5 separate regions of the Mus musculus genome follow, and all the other regions are linked to region 3. Evidence: chromatin contacts called from public Hi-C and HiChIP or PLAC-seq data. All regions are on one chromosome and are shown on one strand. The core of a region is the stretch at or near the end of the contact, and the rest is flanking DNA. Distances in the headings are between cores, read along the strand shown.

Region 1 (2,700 bases), core at 96-2,595, 470 kb after region 3:
GTGGATTGATAGGCAGATTGTCATTAATAGGTGAAATAGAGCAGGTGCCATCTCCACAAGCCTCCTCCCCATCCCCCACCCACATTCCACAGCCAGGGCACTAGATGGGGCTGAGTCTATGAAAACTGTCCTTGGTAAGGGTTTTGCATAACTATGGTATTTGAAGGGCATGATCTGTTTACATTTTCTCTAGGCTCCGCCCAGCAGTTACCTAGCAACAACCAGGTACCAGCCTGGCTCACATATAAAAGGACTATTCAGTCTCTCTCTCTCTCTCTCTCTCTCTCTCTCTCTCTCTCTCTCTCTCTCTCTCTCTCTCTCTCTCTCTGCCTCTCTCTCTCTCTCTCTCTCTCTCTGCCTCTCTCTCTCTCTGTCTCTCTCTCTCTCTCTCTCTCTCTCTCTCTCTGTCTCTCTCTCTCTCTGTGTGTATGTGTGTGTCCCCATCTCTGTCCCATCTCTGCCTCTACTTCCTTCTCAACACTCCTTCCCATGTTCCTAAGTAAACTCTATTCTATACTACACCCTTCTTTGTTGGCTGTTACCACTGCAGAGGGATGCCTCAGGATGGGCCTGCTGAGTCAACCCCCTCCCACCACACCGTACCGTGCTCCACAAAACATATCTTTGGTTTTATAAAACACATCAGGATGTTGGCTACAAAGGAATCTCTAGTACTTCAGCCTTACTTTCTGGATAGCTTTACAAACTGTCCCAAGATGGGCTTCATTTTGTTTTACAGAAATTCTGAACTTTACAGGTATTATTTTTATGCACATAAACATTACTCCTCCCCTCTTTCCTGTCACGATGGTTTTCAGTACCTATGCTAGTACATATATTTGTGGATCTATACAACGTTCCATCAGCAGAATAATTCCAACAGTGGAGTAGCTGGGTTACAGAATATACATATTTTCAATCGCTATTTAGCCAGACTTCTGTCAGAAATGTCTGTTCTAGCTATATGATAAGATTGTATTTCCCCCATCTTTGTAACACTGGGGATTGCTACATTTCTGTGTTGAGGAACAAAACCACGCATTGTTTAATGTTACTTTTGTTTTGAGTTTTTGCAGCGGAGGTGGGCCTTGGCACCTCTGCATCTTCCCCACCTCTCTTCCTGCTGCTTTAAACTCCCAAGTTGCTTCCTGGGAAGTCTTCTGAAGCCAGAGAATCACAGTAACGTTCTTCTGTGGGCCTAGGGAGCGCGCTAATGTTAACAGGCAGCGTTCGGAGCAAAGGTCTCTCCGGGTTTCCACATCTGCAGCTTTGTACAGGCCCTCACCTCTGAAAAGCCTGAAAGCGTGAAGCCAGGCTTGGCCTAATGTGAATTAGCAAGACAAAGAGCTGTCGAGGGGCGGAGCGGTGATGAGCTTTAATTTACTGAAGATTAATGAGCCCTCGTGGATCTGCCCCAACCACCCATTTTCTATCTCCTCTGCCCACATCGGCTTTGTTAGCGTGTGTTGGTCATTTAGAATTATCCAGCAACAATCTCACCACTTAAAGAGGCATACTGATGGGAGCCGAGGGCTGGAGGGTTCATGCTCTGAACACAGGACCCCAGAGCTGGAAAGACTGGAATGTGGGAATGTCTCCGTGGCCCCGGACCCCACCCCACCCCCACCCCTTGACTTTTGTTTGTGGCCTCAGCCATTTGAGGCTGTTTGTTTACTTGAGCCTAGGAATAAAGCCTCCCAGAGGCCTGGCTTTGGCTGGGGTGAGTCTCCCGAAAACCAGTGGCAAACCTTTCAGACTCAATGGAGCAAATCCAATACTACTTCAAAGCTCAGCTTTCTAGTGGAAGATCTCTCTGGGGTAATACAAATGTCACGATAGCTTCCCCATAATTCCCAACGAAAGGGAAACGCTATTAGCCTTGGGCTTCAGCTCATTACCAGGGTGCTAGAGAATTCTCTCGAGTTTTATCATCAGCAACTATCAGAACTTTCCAGGCCTCGACAAGTTTTTATTTGCCTACCCGTGCAATGGGTAGATGTTGCAAGCTTTGTAAGGGGAAGCCTCAACGATTATCCCTAACCTTCCTGTGCTTCTCTCGGGGTTCATGGAAATAAAGGGAAGGCTTTCTCCACTGAACCGGTTGGAAACAGTAACAGGATTTATGCCAAATTCTGAAGAAGCCTTCCTGCAAAGGCCTGCAAAGACACAGAACCCGGGTGGTGGTGTACCCCTCACAGATTTAAACTAATAAAAATAAACAAATAAAAGTAGAGTATGCTCTAATTTAAAACCAAAAAAACCAACAGAACAAGAAAGAAGGGCTATTCTTTCAATATGAAGAATTATCCTTGAGCATTGTCAGCTGGACTAATGGAATAAATACAAACAGAAAGTCAGCTGGTGGGACTATGCCCCAGTCCGGCTTTGCCCTGCAGCAGGACAGTGGTGGAGCTGCCATCACAACATCCCATGCTCCACCCAGAGAAGGAATCCAGAGACAGCAAGAAGATGAGAAGAGAGTCTGCATTAGGCCTGCTTGAAAATTCTAGTCAACTTCGAGGACCCAAAGCAAATAGCTTTAAAACAACATCCAAGCTGTTTGTTTTCCCATCAAAATACAATCACGTGTTTGACTGTGGGTTGTCACATACATCATTCTTAATCTGTCACTGCTGAAACCAGTGCGACAGTCGCAGTCCTCAATTAATGCAAATTAAACCAGTTGTCTTGTCTATAATT
Region 2 (2,700 bases), core at 141-2,640, 270 kb before region 3:
TTAGTACAGTTCCTCATAGTGTGGTGACCCACAACCATAAAATGATTTATATTACTACTCCATACCAGTCATTTTGCTACTGTTATGGATGGTAATATAAATATCTGATATGCAGGGTGTCTGATATTAGATTCCTGTAAAAGGGTCTCTTGACCTCTTCCCCAGTGCGGTCAAGATCCACAGGTTGAGAACCCCTGCCTTAGAGACTCCTAATACACTGAGAGAAATCATCATTTACTGAAGAGTGGCTATTGAGAAATAAAAATGATCTGGCATCATGTTGGCTTTGCTGGTGCAACAGTCAATCCTCGTTGCCAACTTGACTGGATCTAGAATTACTGTGGGTATATGTCTAGGGCAGAGTAGATTTCTAGAGAGGTTTATCTGAGCTGGGAAGACCTACACTGTGTGTGGGCAGCACCATGCAGTAGGCTGGGACTACAAAAACAAGCAGAGCATTGGAAGAATTCACAGATAAGATCATCTCTCTGTTTTCTGCCAATGTGATGTGGCCACACCCATCCTCCTGCCATGGGCCTTTCCCAGGCATGATGTCCTGCACCCTCATACTGTGAGCTGAACTAAGCCATCCCTCAGCTGCTCCTTGTCAGGGTCCTTGAGTCACTGCTGTGAGTAGTAACTAGGACAAGCCGCCTGCCCCTGGGAGTTGTTGTTTCCTTCTGATGAGACACAGACATCCAGGACTGCTCAGGGCACAAGGCCTTCCATGTAACTCAGCTATTTGCAACTTTTGCTGTTTTCCCAGCACAAATAACGTTATCTCTTGAGTGGAGCTTGGCTCTAAGGCAGTGGCTCTCAACCTGTGGGTCAAGACCACCTTGGGTGTCAAGTGACCCTTTCACAGGGGTTACCTAAGACCACCAGAAAACACAGATATTACATTATGATTCATAACAGTAGCAAAATTACAGTTAGGAAGTAGCAATGAAAATAATTTTGTGGTTAGTGGTCTCCATGACATGAGGAACTGTACTAAAGGGTTGCAGCGTTAGGGAGGTTGAGAACCACTGTTCTAAAGCCACATGGTGTACTCGCTGGTGACATGCTTCTGACATGCTTCTGACATGCTTCCTCTGCTGAGTTTCCATGGCCAGTGGGTTCAACCTTTTACTCTGAATTGACTCACCTGTTGGGCTCAAATTCAGTCAAAACAGTGTTGACATGGTCTTTGATTCTCTTTGTTCCAGTGACTGATTTGAGCAGCCACATTCCCACTGATCACCCTCCCTATACTAATATTGACACTGGAAGACAAACAGAATCTTGGGAGGGGATCTATGCATTTGCCCGGTACCCAAAGACTCAGGTCAGTGATGTGAAAGCCCCACACGCCAGCAGACATTAAGCGAGAAATCCCTAGTGCATTGAGCTGTGTTTGTTGTTTCCACCAAGTGGAGAGTTTAAGGACAGCGGGGACAGTTAATTGCCCTCGTCAGTGTCACTGCATAAGATCGATGATTTGGGGAACAAGAGCCAAAGAGTCAAGAACTCTGGCACAAAACCAAACCATCTTTGTCCATGTGGGTAATGAAGGGAGTCTGTCCCTGAGTTCTGAGGCAGCATGGGGGTGCAAAGCTCTGTGCATGACCTCTGTACAGCTTCCTGGGTCTGCCGAGCTCCACCTGAGCAGAAGACTAGGCCCCAGGGGAGCTATGGCTCAGCACAAACTGTGTCTTGAGGTAGAAATAGCTACCAGTTATTTCTAGGGGTAGAAATAACTAAGGTCTTGTCATCTGTGCCACCACAAGTGACCTATGTCACAATCTTACTATGAGAAAGGGACCTGGTCTGCCCTGTATGCTACTGTTGGGTAAATCACACCACCTGCTTTGTAGAGTGCCGTCCTAGAGTGTCGTGTCCCTGTCTCTAATGGGGGACTAGAAATGATTACATCATTCCCAAATTAGGAAGGCACTGAGTTAAGGCTACCAGGAAGATAGGTAATACTACTTTAAAATTATTTACAAACATAGGTACATGAGTGTATCCTACAATACATGTCTATAATATTGGATATATTTTATATTATATTATGTATTGCATATGTACATATAAAAATTAGGTTTTACATATATTATAATATTTATATAGCATGTTTTAAAGTTTGTTTTGCCCAGATGACCTTAGCATCCTTACTTCTTGTCATCATCACAGGAGACAAGTTCACATCTTGCCACCTCTAAATCCCCCACAGAGCATCCCTGCAGGTGCTCCATCTGGGCTGGTTGAATTCTTCTTAGCTTGACAGGAAGCCTCTGTGCTGTGCTGTCCTGTCAGATCTCCCTGTGACGTCACTGACTGCAGCAGCTTCCTGCCACCGTCTGGGTTTGCCTACTCTCTTCCTTACATCATCTCTCTCATTTTCTTTTTCTGAAGGAGAAGGTCAATTTTGTTCTTTCCCATATCATCCTTCCCAGAGACAGAGGGATCTGACAACTACTTTCAGAATTTACTCAGCGTTTACTGCATAACATTCCAGGGAATTGCCTGAGATGCCACCTGACAACCACACCCATTTGGTTTGTGAACAGAAGATAGGATTCAATTCCTTCTCTTCTGTGTGAGTTCATTTTTATTAACTGGACACAAGCCTAGACATATCTGGGAAAGAGGAATCTCAACTAGGAATTAACTCCATCAGACTGGCCTATAAGCAATTCAGTGGGGCATTCTCTTGAT
Region 3 (2,700 bases), core at 24-2,523:
CTGTCCCGGAACCGCACGCAGCCTGGCGTTGGAGGCCTTTCGGTCTTGCGGAAAATGGATTCCAGGCACCGAAAGGCTCTCAAGCCGCCACTTGGGTGAACGTCCCCATCCCGACTTTCCTAACTCCGATCGCCAGCGCAGAAATTTGGCCAGGCATCAGCGCCCGAGCTTCCCTCACCAGAGCTGACAGTTTCTGAGAAGACCCCTTTCCGGGCCGCCCCCCTGGACAAAGGTGCGAAACAAGGAAGCCTCGGAGTGGATTTTCACCATTAAATAAGTGCTAGTCACTACTCCTGAATTTACCCCATATCAACATTCGACTTAAAAAAAAGTTATTGGGGGAAAACGCCTAGGATTCAGTACAGAGTCATAGGTCAGAAACCCAACCAATCTTCTAAGCAGGGGCGGATGCCGGCTTAATTGTTTGTTCAAGAGAAAGAAGTTAGAACATCTATCAAATTAATGATGCCAAGGAACAGATACCCATATAAAACTCCGACATGTGACTTTAAGTTTCAACTAGTGTCTTTAAACTAAACAACCTTCCTTCTCTCTGTTCACCCCCCAGGCCTTTTCAGGAGAGTTTGGAAAGAGTGAGATAGTGTTTACGTCTGTCCCTATTAAGCGCCAGGCACAGGGAGACCATTCTGGACAATATTGAGAGAGCGGGAAAGTTAGTGACTTCCGCCGAGGTTTTCCCTACTTAAACTTCCTAAATCAGGGTCTGTTGGAGGCCCTTCCCTGAGCCCCGATTATGAAACTGGGTTTGCGGGTGGGGCTGGAAACACGTCTGGTCGGCTTTCCCTCTTCCATCCCTGTCTCTTTTCTGCAGCTTTTACACTCAGGAGCCGGATGGCGGGACCCTTGGATGAGGACTGGCATCTTTGTCACATAGGCAACTATAGCCAAGACTGGCCTCAGAAGCGAGTGTGGAAAAGCGCGCGTGTATAAGAGAGCGCCACTCAACCGGGTGGGACCTCTTTCAGCGTTGGGTCACTCCAGCATCCTCACCATCTGCTCCTGTCACCAGCCGATGGCCTCGCCTCCCTGAACCCGCCCCTTGAATTCTGAAGCCAATAGCAACCCCATACTGCTCTACCCCCCTTCGCGAACCCTTTCCACACCCCCACGTTCCGAGAGACGATTGGCTGTTTCGACTTGGGTGAAGCTCCGGCATTTGCATGCTGCTCGCGCCTCCTGGTAGGTAGCGCAGCCCGTCACTCGGAAGGCCGGGACCGCCCACTCCACCTCAGTGCTGGGCTCTCTTCCTGCGCAGTTCTCCGCCGCAGCCTCAGCGGGCAAGCGCCGGGGCTGCTCTCAATCTCCTGGCTGCGAGGAGGCAGCCCCGGCGAGCTGTCGTGCGCCCCGTCCAGAGTTACTGAGTGCGGGGCACAGCGTAACTGACAGCGCGTCTGCTCACAGTTCCCGTCGCCTGGACTTAGCTTTCCAACCCCGGCTTCTCGTGGGCATCATGTCAAGAGCCGTCGCCGCTGCAACCGCCGCCGCCACCCGGGGAAGAGCCGCAGCCTCGGCAGCCGCGCGCGCAGGAGGGCAATAAACCGAATCACTCCGGGCTCAAAGTGGCAGGGGACCGTCGCGGTGCTCTCTGTTCCGGCGGGACTCCTGCCATGTGCTGAGCCATGCCCCTGGCCGCGCCCGCGGGCCGCGTATGGGGCAGCGCCTGAGCGGCGGCCGGTCCTGTCTCGATGTCCCGGGCCGGTTCCTGCCGCAGCCGCCGCCGCCCCCGCCGCCGGTGAGGAGGAAGCTCGCGCTGCTCTTCGCCATGCTTTGCATCTGGCTGTACATGTTTTTGTACTCGTGCGCCGGCTCCTGTACCGCCGCTCCCGGCCTGCTGCTCCTGGGCTCGGGGTCCCGCGCTACTCACGCTCAGCCAGCCCTGGTCACAGCTCCGAATGAGACATCCCCTAAGATGCCCTTCCGGGCACCTCCGGCCAATTCGCTGGCTGCAGGCAAGGATAAGACAGTAGGCGCTGGGAGCCAGGAGGAGCAGAGTCCAGAGGCGCCGGACTCCCCCAGTCCCATCTCCAGCTTCTTCAGCGGCGCTGGGAGCAAGCAGCTGCCGCAGGCCATCATCATCGGGGTGAAGAAGGGCGGCACGCGGGCATTGCTGGAGTTCCTGCGCGTGCACCCCGACGTGCGCGCCGTGGGCGCCGAGCCCCACTTTTTCGACCGCAGCTACCACAAGGGTCTTGCCTGGTACCGGTGAGTTTCCTCTCCAGGGGCCGCTGCGCCGGCCGTGATCCCGACCGTGAGCCCCCACCGGCCGTTGCGCGTCAGGTGGGGAGGGAAGCAGGGGTACAACTTCCGTCAATTTAGGGCGGGCGGGGACCAAAGTGCGACCGCACATTGCTGGTGGACAGTTGGGGAGAAATCAGATGCTCCGGAGTAGGCTGAGACAGCCACCTACAGAAACTTTTAGCTTGGCACCGTTGGCTGGTATGCTGCGCCCTAGAACCATTTAGGTGATCTCTCCACAAAGACACCCACCCGGCAGCTACTGGGAAAGCGCCGGAGGAACCGGTTACCTTTTGGCTGTGGCCGCATCCCACGCGAATAACTCGGAGTGGTTAGGATTTTGTCTCTCTTGCAGCCAGGGACGCGGGGAGGAGTGTTGTGCGCCTCTGGGTCACAGCCTTTAACGAGCACCAACTGCTAGAGTCGCTTCTGCTGCCCAGATGG
Region 4 (2,700 bases), core at 167-2,666, 280 kb before region 3:
TCGCTGAGGATCCTGTGGAACCATTGGCAGTCCTCCTGGTTCAGTGTCCAAGGTGCTAAGATTGCAGATGAGAGTCACCAAGCTTGACTGTGGTAGCAATTCTAAAGCAGGCCATGTTGTAGGGTACACAGAACACAGGAAGGGAGAAAATAAAAAAAAAAAGGGACTTGGATTCTAAAACCAGGATTGTCTCTAGACAGGCTGAATCCCAAATGGAATGCAATAGTCTCTGAATCCTCCAATGAAGATATCAAATTCTTAACAACTTCAGGCAGACACATTATAGTCAAATGAACTGTTCTTATTGTGAGTACTCCCATGAGGGCACCGGAGGAGGATGTCAGGCCACAAAGGGAAAAAAGCATACATTGCAGGTCTTCTTATGCCTTGTATGTAACTCAGTAGAAGAAACCGAAAATGACTGCTTTCCCTCTGAAGTTCATGCTGTTCTTCAGTACAGCCTCTGGCCACAGCAGCTCATTTTTGGCTCTGAAAGTGCATGATAGGGTCACAAATTATACAGAGTTTAGAACTGCAGCTGGTGGTACAACTTGCTAGTGTCCAACATCTAGGATGGCTCCAGTTTGAGGAAGTATTGAGCAAGCCCCAACCATACTAACTCCATCACAGAGTGACAGAGAAAAGGACCAGATACAAAGCCCATGAGGGTAGCACTCTGGAAAGAATGTGAGGTTGTGAAACATATGCTTCGGAACTGGGAGTGTGATGGGCTCACCACCTTTTCCCTGATGACGTGAAATCAAGGAAGCCTGGGGTCAGCGGAGATCTGTGCAGACAGACCCAGCCAGGGGCTCCAGTTCTAGTTCTGTTTCAGAAAACAGGAAAGAAGTGACGTGTCTTCACACTTAGAAGTAAGGATGTGTTCCTATTTGCTTTCTCACTCTCCTTCATTTCCCATTTTTGTCACTGAAGGTCACCATACAATGCCTACGGAGACTGGATTAGGCGACCCATGACAGCCTGAAGCCCTAGAGTAGACAAAGCTCCCTTTCTGATAAGAACTACAGTCCTAAGCATCAGAAAGTATGCCTGCATCCCCACAGATCTTCTCTTTGCTGCCCTACCTCCTGGCTTAGCAGGCACAATCACAGAAAGTACAGATTACAGTGATATAAATAACACCTCAGCTTTCTATCCATAGGAGAGCCCCAGGATGTCTGAAAATGCAAAAGGAATCAGGAAAATTGGAGGAGATCCCCTGGGCCTCCCAATCGCTAAATGTAGCCAGAAGCAGTGAGAGTTTAAGTATGGATCCCAGCAGTGTGCTAAAGTCTGTGAGCACAGAGATCCCAACTGTGAACTGACCGCAGGGTGGAACGTACACAGGACAGACCCAGATAAACATTTTGAAAACATGACCAGCCTGGAAACCACAACCCACTAACGGCTGGTCAGAACTTCAGCCTGAGCCTGATGGCTGCTGAAACCGGCCTGTCAACATCCTTTCTACAACACACGTCAGACTCAAAGCCTCACAGGTTCCCAGTTTAAAAAAAAAAAAAATGTCCCACAAAAAGCAAACACACACGAAAAAAAAACAGAAATCCTCACTTCAGACAGGAAGTGTCACTCAACAGAAGTAAATGCTGATGGAACTCCATGTTAAAGTTGAGTGACTGACCCATACTTCCAGACAAGCAGGAAACAGTAGCAGAGAAACAAGGCAAGACAGACCAAACTATTGGTGGAAATCAAAACTACAATGTACAAGAATTTAAATGTCTCTGAGTGAGACTGAGGCTTGGATTTCAAGGACCTGAGCTGGCATTGCAGAAGACTGGAAGCCACGGGGGGTGGGGGGGGGGGGTGGGATCTCACTCGTGTCTTCAGGAAGAGCAGGAGGAACTGTCACCACTCCAGATCTACAGGACTTAATTTTAAAACGACCCCAGTAACCAAAGTTCTTATCAGAAGCAATGGAGGATGCAGTCCAGCCAGAATTCTGTGTCCAGTGAGAGTGTCCTTGTCTTAGTCAGGGTTTGTTTTCCTACATAAAATATCATGACCAAGAACCAAGTTGGGGAGGAAAGGGTTTATTAAATGTACACTTCCATACTGCTGTTCATCACCAAAGAAAGTTCCTATCTGTGATCAGGAACTCAGACAGGGCAAGAACCTGGAGGCAGGAGTTGATGCAGACGCCATGGAGGAGTGCTGCTTACTGACTTGCTTTGCTGGGCTTGCTCAGCTTGCTTTCTTATAGAACCCAGGATTACCAGCCCAAGGATGGGACCACCCACAAGGGCCCTTCCCCCTTGATCACTAATATATAACACATAAAAGCCATGAAAGAAAGAATAGAAGGGAAGAGAGAGGTAGAGGGGGGAGGGCACACGACTGAAGGGAATAAGAGGGGAGGGGAGGGGAGGGGAGGGGGAAGGGGGAAGGGAAGGGGGAAGGGAAGGGGGAGGGGGAAGGGGGAAGGGAAGGGGGAAGGGAAGGGGGAAGGGAAGGGGGAAGGGAAGGGGGAAGGGAAGGGAGAAAACACAGGCAGACTCACCCTTTAGTTAACTTCAACACTCCTCCAGTGAGTGATTGATATAACCCACAGATGGGAAGTCACTAAGTACAGACAATAACCAACACTGTCACCCACTGTGTCTAACTGGTGTTTATAAAATGTCACACCCAGCAATAGCTGAGCACATATTATTCCTTCTGAGTACGGAAGGGACATTT
Region 5 (2,700 bases), core at 84-2,583, 470 kb before region 3:
GGCTCATCAGACTGTCCCTCCATGTAAAGCTGGGGTAGTGTTGGCATTATGAGCATGCTGTGTTAATTAACTTACTTTTTGTCACAGTGACAAAATAAGCTGAGCTTTGATAAGGAGGAAAGGTTTATCTTGGCGCATGGCATTGGAAATTTCAATCCATAGTCCGTAGCCTTTGTGACTTTGGAGTCTGTGGAGAGTTGTAATCTGATGGCCACTGTGATAAGAGGCCCATCATGCCGTCTAGCAAGCAAAGAGAAGAAAAGGACCAAAATCTCAGCACACCCACCATAATCCTACCTCCAGTGGCCTAACTTCCTTCTATGAGTCCCACCCATGAGAGGTCCCTTCACCTCCCAACAGTGTGAAACAGAAGCTCAAGCTGTTATCTCGAAGGCCGCGAAGGGCATTTTAGACCCAAAGTACAATAATCCAGATCAGCGTTAAGATTTCAGCATGCAGCTGTGTGGCCATGGCGTTACTTCATGTCTGTGGGCCCCATGTGTGCTCATGGGAGATAGTAACTACCTCATGATATTGTGAAATTAGTAAGGAATTAACGTATGGAAATGACACAGAACGTCAGCCTGAACTGCTGCCACCGGGTGTGAGCTGCTGTCCTTGCCCTGTGGAGTGGATCCATTCATGCTCATGTTAACCTGCCTGAGCTTGTTTGATTTCCCCCTCATCCATACTGGTCACTATAAATGGGGGTGAGTGAAATATGCCAATATAACGCTCAATGTAACACTCACATTTGCAGAGACTGGCTCTGCCCAGGTCCTGGCTAAGCTATCGTGCTGTACCGAACAGCCCTAAATAACCCCAATGAGAAGATGAGAGGCAAGCACACTGGGGTGGGAGATATGCCCAAATTAGCAAGTCAGCCAGTCAGTGACCGAGTTTGACTTAAGACCATGTAGGCAAGGGTACAGCAACGTACCTCTGGAGGTGGTGGAATCAGAGATAAGAGATGAGTGAAGCCACTGGCCTAGACTCGATGTCCAGAGTTAATCAGCAAGCCTAGCTGCTCCCAGAGGGCTTCCTGCTGCAGTGATCCTATACTAAGAAAAGAAAAAGAGGTTGGGGGCTTAAGAGCTGATCTCTTAGCAGCAGTTGCCTAACAACCGTTTTCCCCTTGGGAAGATGAAGCCTCTGCAATCCCAGAGGGGATGTCTGTGGGCCAGCCTCTGCCTCTTGTTTAGGATGATGCGAGTGAGCAAAGCATCTTTAGCCAGCTGATCCAACTTCCAGATCAGTGTAAAGCAAGCAGCTGCAGGGAGGAGCGGGGGAGGAGGGGAAGACAGGAGGCTGCTGAGTGTCCCTGTTGCAGCATCACAAGCAGATGGCAGCCTGAGCCCTGCTGTGGTGGCGACAAATTGACAAGTGTGAAGAAGCCCCAGTGTACCAGGGGCTCTCTTCCTCTTCCGTGTTGTAAATCAGGACATAAGCAGCCTGTGGGCCCTGCAAACTGAACTAGGGGCAGCCCCATCACCCAGCCAATTGCCCCTGAGCTCAGAAAGTGAAAGAAAAGGCAGGTCCTATGCAGAGTGGAGCCATGAGGAAGAACCCGAGCTGCCCATAGGCTGCTCTGAAGCTGCAGGGGACTCGAGTGCTATGCAGCTTTGGTGAATTGGGACTTGAAGCAGAATTAATTGCCTCCAAATTGTATCTTTCCTCGCAGCCATCCGTTAGTTGTCTATGGCAGAAGGATAATGACACTTCATGAAATACAGCTACAAAGTCAAGCCTTGTGCCTTGTTCACCGGAGCCTTGGAAGGAAAGTCAGAACTGTCTCAACAACTGTAATCTGTCCTGGCAAGAATAATGATAATCTGAAAAGACTCTTGTGCCTGCACCCTGAATTTCAAATTATTGAAATGACCTTCAAACCACTAAAAAAATGAAGTCTCCCCAAAACTCTTGTGCCCAGAGGAAAAGGCTGAAGCCAGGGGAAACTAGTCTCCAAGGAAGAGATTTTACATCATTCTGACAACTTGCCAAGCCGCCTTGCTGAAGAGATTGGAGCCCAGAAAGTGATAACTCAACTCTGGGTGGGGTCGAGATGATTAGTTAAGTGTAGTTTATTCCCCTCTGTCTAAACCCGAACTTTATGTCTCAATGACGGATTTGGGGCAAGCATGGCTCTCAGCCTCTTTTCCTCTTCACAGCCTTACAGAAATCTCCCTCTTTTGATTTTTACTTACTTTGTCTCTATTTTTGATTGGGTTATCTCCCTCCCTCCTTCCCTCTCTCCCTCCTTTCCTCCCTCCCTCTTTTCTCTCCCTCTCTCCCTCCTTTCCTTACTCCCTCCCTCCTTCCCTATCTCCCTCCCTCCTTTCCTCTCTCCTCCTCTCCCTCCCTTCCTCGCTCCCTCTCCCTTCCTTCTTTTTCCTCCTCTCTTGTCTTCCTCCTGTGTGTAGTCTGTGAATACCCTTGTGCATGTGCATGAAGGCCAGAGAAGGGTAGGGCATGTCCTAGTCTCTTATTCCCCGTGGAATTCATTTGAGACTGATTTCTTTCTCCTTCCTGAATCTTGAACTAGGCTGACAGCCAGAAATGCTCAGGGATTCTCCCTCACCCTGCCCCCATTCCCACACATACACAATTCACAGCACTGGGGCTATAAGCTTGCACAATATCATGCTTAGATTTTTGTGTGGATGCTGAAGACTCCCACTCAGGATCTCATGCTTGTCCAGC

The links. A called contact is a pair of places that touch in the nucleus more often than the background predicts. HiChIP or PLAC-seq counts read pairs in DNA pulled down with a chosen protein or histone mark.
Region 1: an H3K27ac HiChIP or PLAC-seq map of embryonic stem cells shows a contact between it and region 3, with 3 times the contacts expected there. The contact joins the enhancer-like site here to the promoter of Hs3st3b1 in region 3. A contact is called at or near these places in 5 of 39 promoter capture datasets (the 3T3-L1 cell line, epiblast stem cells, frontonasal cranial neural crest and 2 more), 4 of 484 Hi-C or Micro-C datasets (embryonic stem cells and epidermal suprabasal cells), 5 of 115 datasets of contacts at active chromatin or transcription factors (embryonic midbrain and embryonic stem cells) and 1 of 9 other capture datasets (embryonic stem cells).
Region 2: a Hi-C map of the N1E-115 cell line shows a contact between it and region 3, with 6 times the contacts expected there. The contact joins the enhancer-like site here to the promoter of Hs3st3b1 in region 3. A contact is called at or near these places in 2 of 39 promoter capture datasets (embryonic stem cells and hippocampal neurons), 6 of 484 Hi-C or Micro-C datasets (the N1E-115 cell line, Th2 cells, embryonic fibroblasts and 3 more), 4 of 115 datasets of contacts at active chromatin or transcription factors (acute myeloid leukemia, embryonic hindbrain, kidney and 1 more) and 3 of 9 other capture datasets (adipose tissue, embryonic stem cells and liver).
Region 4: a contact with region 3 is called in a Hi-C map of granulocyte-monocyte progenitors, with 2.0 times the contacts expected there. The contact joins the enhancer-like site here to the promoter of Hs3st3b1 in region 3. A contact is called at or near these places in 6 of 39 promoter capture datasets (the 3T3-L1 cell line, the C10 cell line, embryonic stem cells and 2 more), 1 of 15 datasets of contacts at CTCF or cohesin (stem cell-derived epiblast-like cells), 8 of 484 Hi-C or Micro-C datasets (CD4 T cells, embryonic fibroblasts, embryonic stem cells and 4 more), 6 of 115 datasets of contacts at active chromatin or transcription factors (acute myeloid leukemia, embryonic forebrain, embryonic hindbrain and 3 more) and 2 of 9 other capture datasets (adipose tissue and liver).
Region 5: a contact with region 3 is called in a Hi-C map of the N1E-115 cell line, with 10 times the contacts expected there. The contact joins the enhancer-like site here to the promoter of Hs3st3b1 in region 3. A contact is called at or near these places in 3 of 39 promoter capture datasets (the 3T3-L1 cell line and the C10 cell line), 2 of 484 Hi-C or Micro-C datasets (the N1E-115 cell line and cerebral cortex), 11 of 115 datasets of contacts at active chromatin or transcription factors (Th17 cells, acute myeloid leukemia, craniofacial prominence and 8 more) and 1 of 9 other capture datasets (macrophages).

The regions. Positions count from the first base shown.
Region 1 is chr11:63,453,981-63,456,680 of GRCm38.p6, reverse strand. The region is part of intron 2 of Gm40016 (a long non-coding RNA gene); the gene reads left to right. Among named protein-coding and RNA genes, the nearest start is that of Gm40016, 8.7 kb to the left of the region's middle. Within about 2 kb of position 1,345, at least 44 of the 459 cell types and tissues checked have an H3K27ac peak or open chromatin away from gene starts, as enhancers often do. A contact at or near this core is called in embryonic stem cells and stem cell-derived epiblast-like cells, where this site is marked.
Region 2 is chr11:64,186,816-64,189,515 of GRCm38.p6, reverse strand. No RefSeq gene overlaps it. Among named protein-coding and RNA genes, the nearest start is that of Gm12290, 24 kb to the right of the region's middle. Within about 2 kb of position 1,390, at least 18 of the 459 cell types and tissues checked have an H3K27ac peak or open chromatin away from gene starts, as enhancers often do. A contact at or near this core is called in the N1E-115 cell line and liver, where this site is marked.
Region 3 is chr11:63,920,857-63,923,556 of GRCm38.p6, reverse strand. It overlaps Hs3st3b1 (heparan sulfate (glucosamine) 3-O-sulfotransferase 3B1), which reads left to right and starts at 1,273. Exons shown (of 2, transcript NM_018805.2): 1 at 1,273-2,223. The coding sequence starts at 1,670.
Region 4 is chr11:64,203,232-64,205,931 of GRCm38.p6, reverse strand. No RefSeq gene overlaps it. Among named protein-coding and RNA genes, the nearest start is that of Gm12290, 40 kb to the right of the region's middle. Within about 2 kb of position 1,416, at least 17 of the 459 cell types and tissues checked have an H3K27ac peak or open chromatin away from gene starts, as enhancers often do. A contact at or near this core is called in acute myeloid leukemia and granulocyte-monocyte progenitors, where this site is marked.
Region 5 is chr11:64,395,299-64,397,998 of GRCm38.p6, reverse strand. No RefSeq gene overlaps it. Among named protein-coding and RNA genes, the nearest start is that of Hs3st3a1, 39 kb to the left of the region's middle. Within about 2 kb of position 1,333, at least 47 of the 459 cell types and tissues checked have an H3K27ac peak or open chromatin away from gene starts, as enhancers often do. A contact at or near this core is called in the N1E-115 cell line, cerebral cortex, forebrain and 1 more, where this site is marked.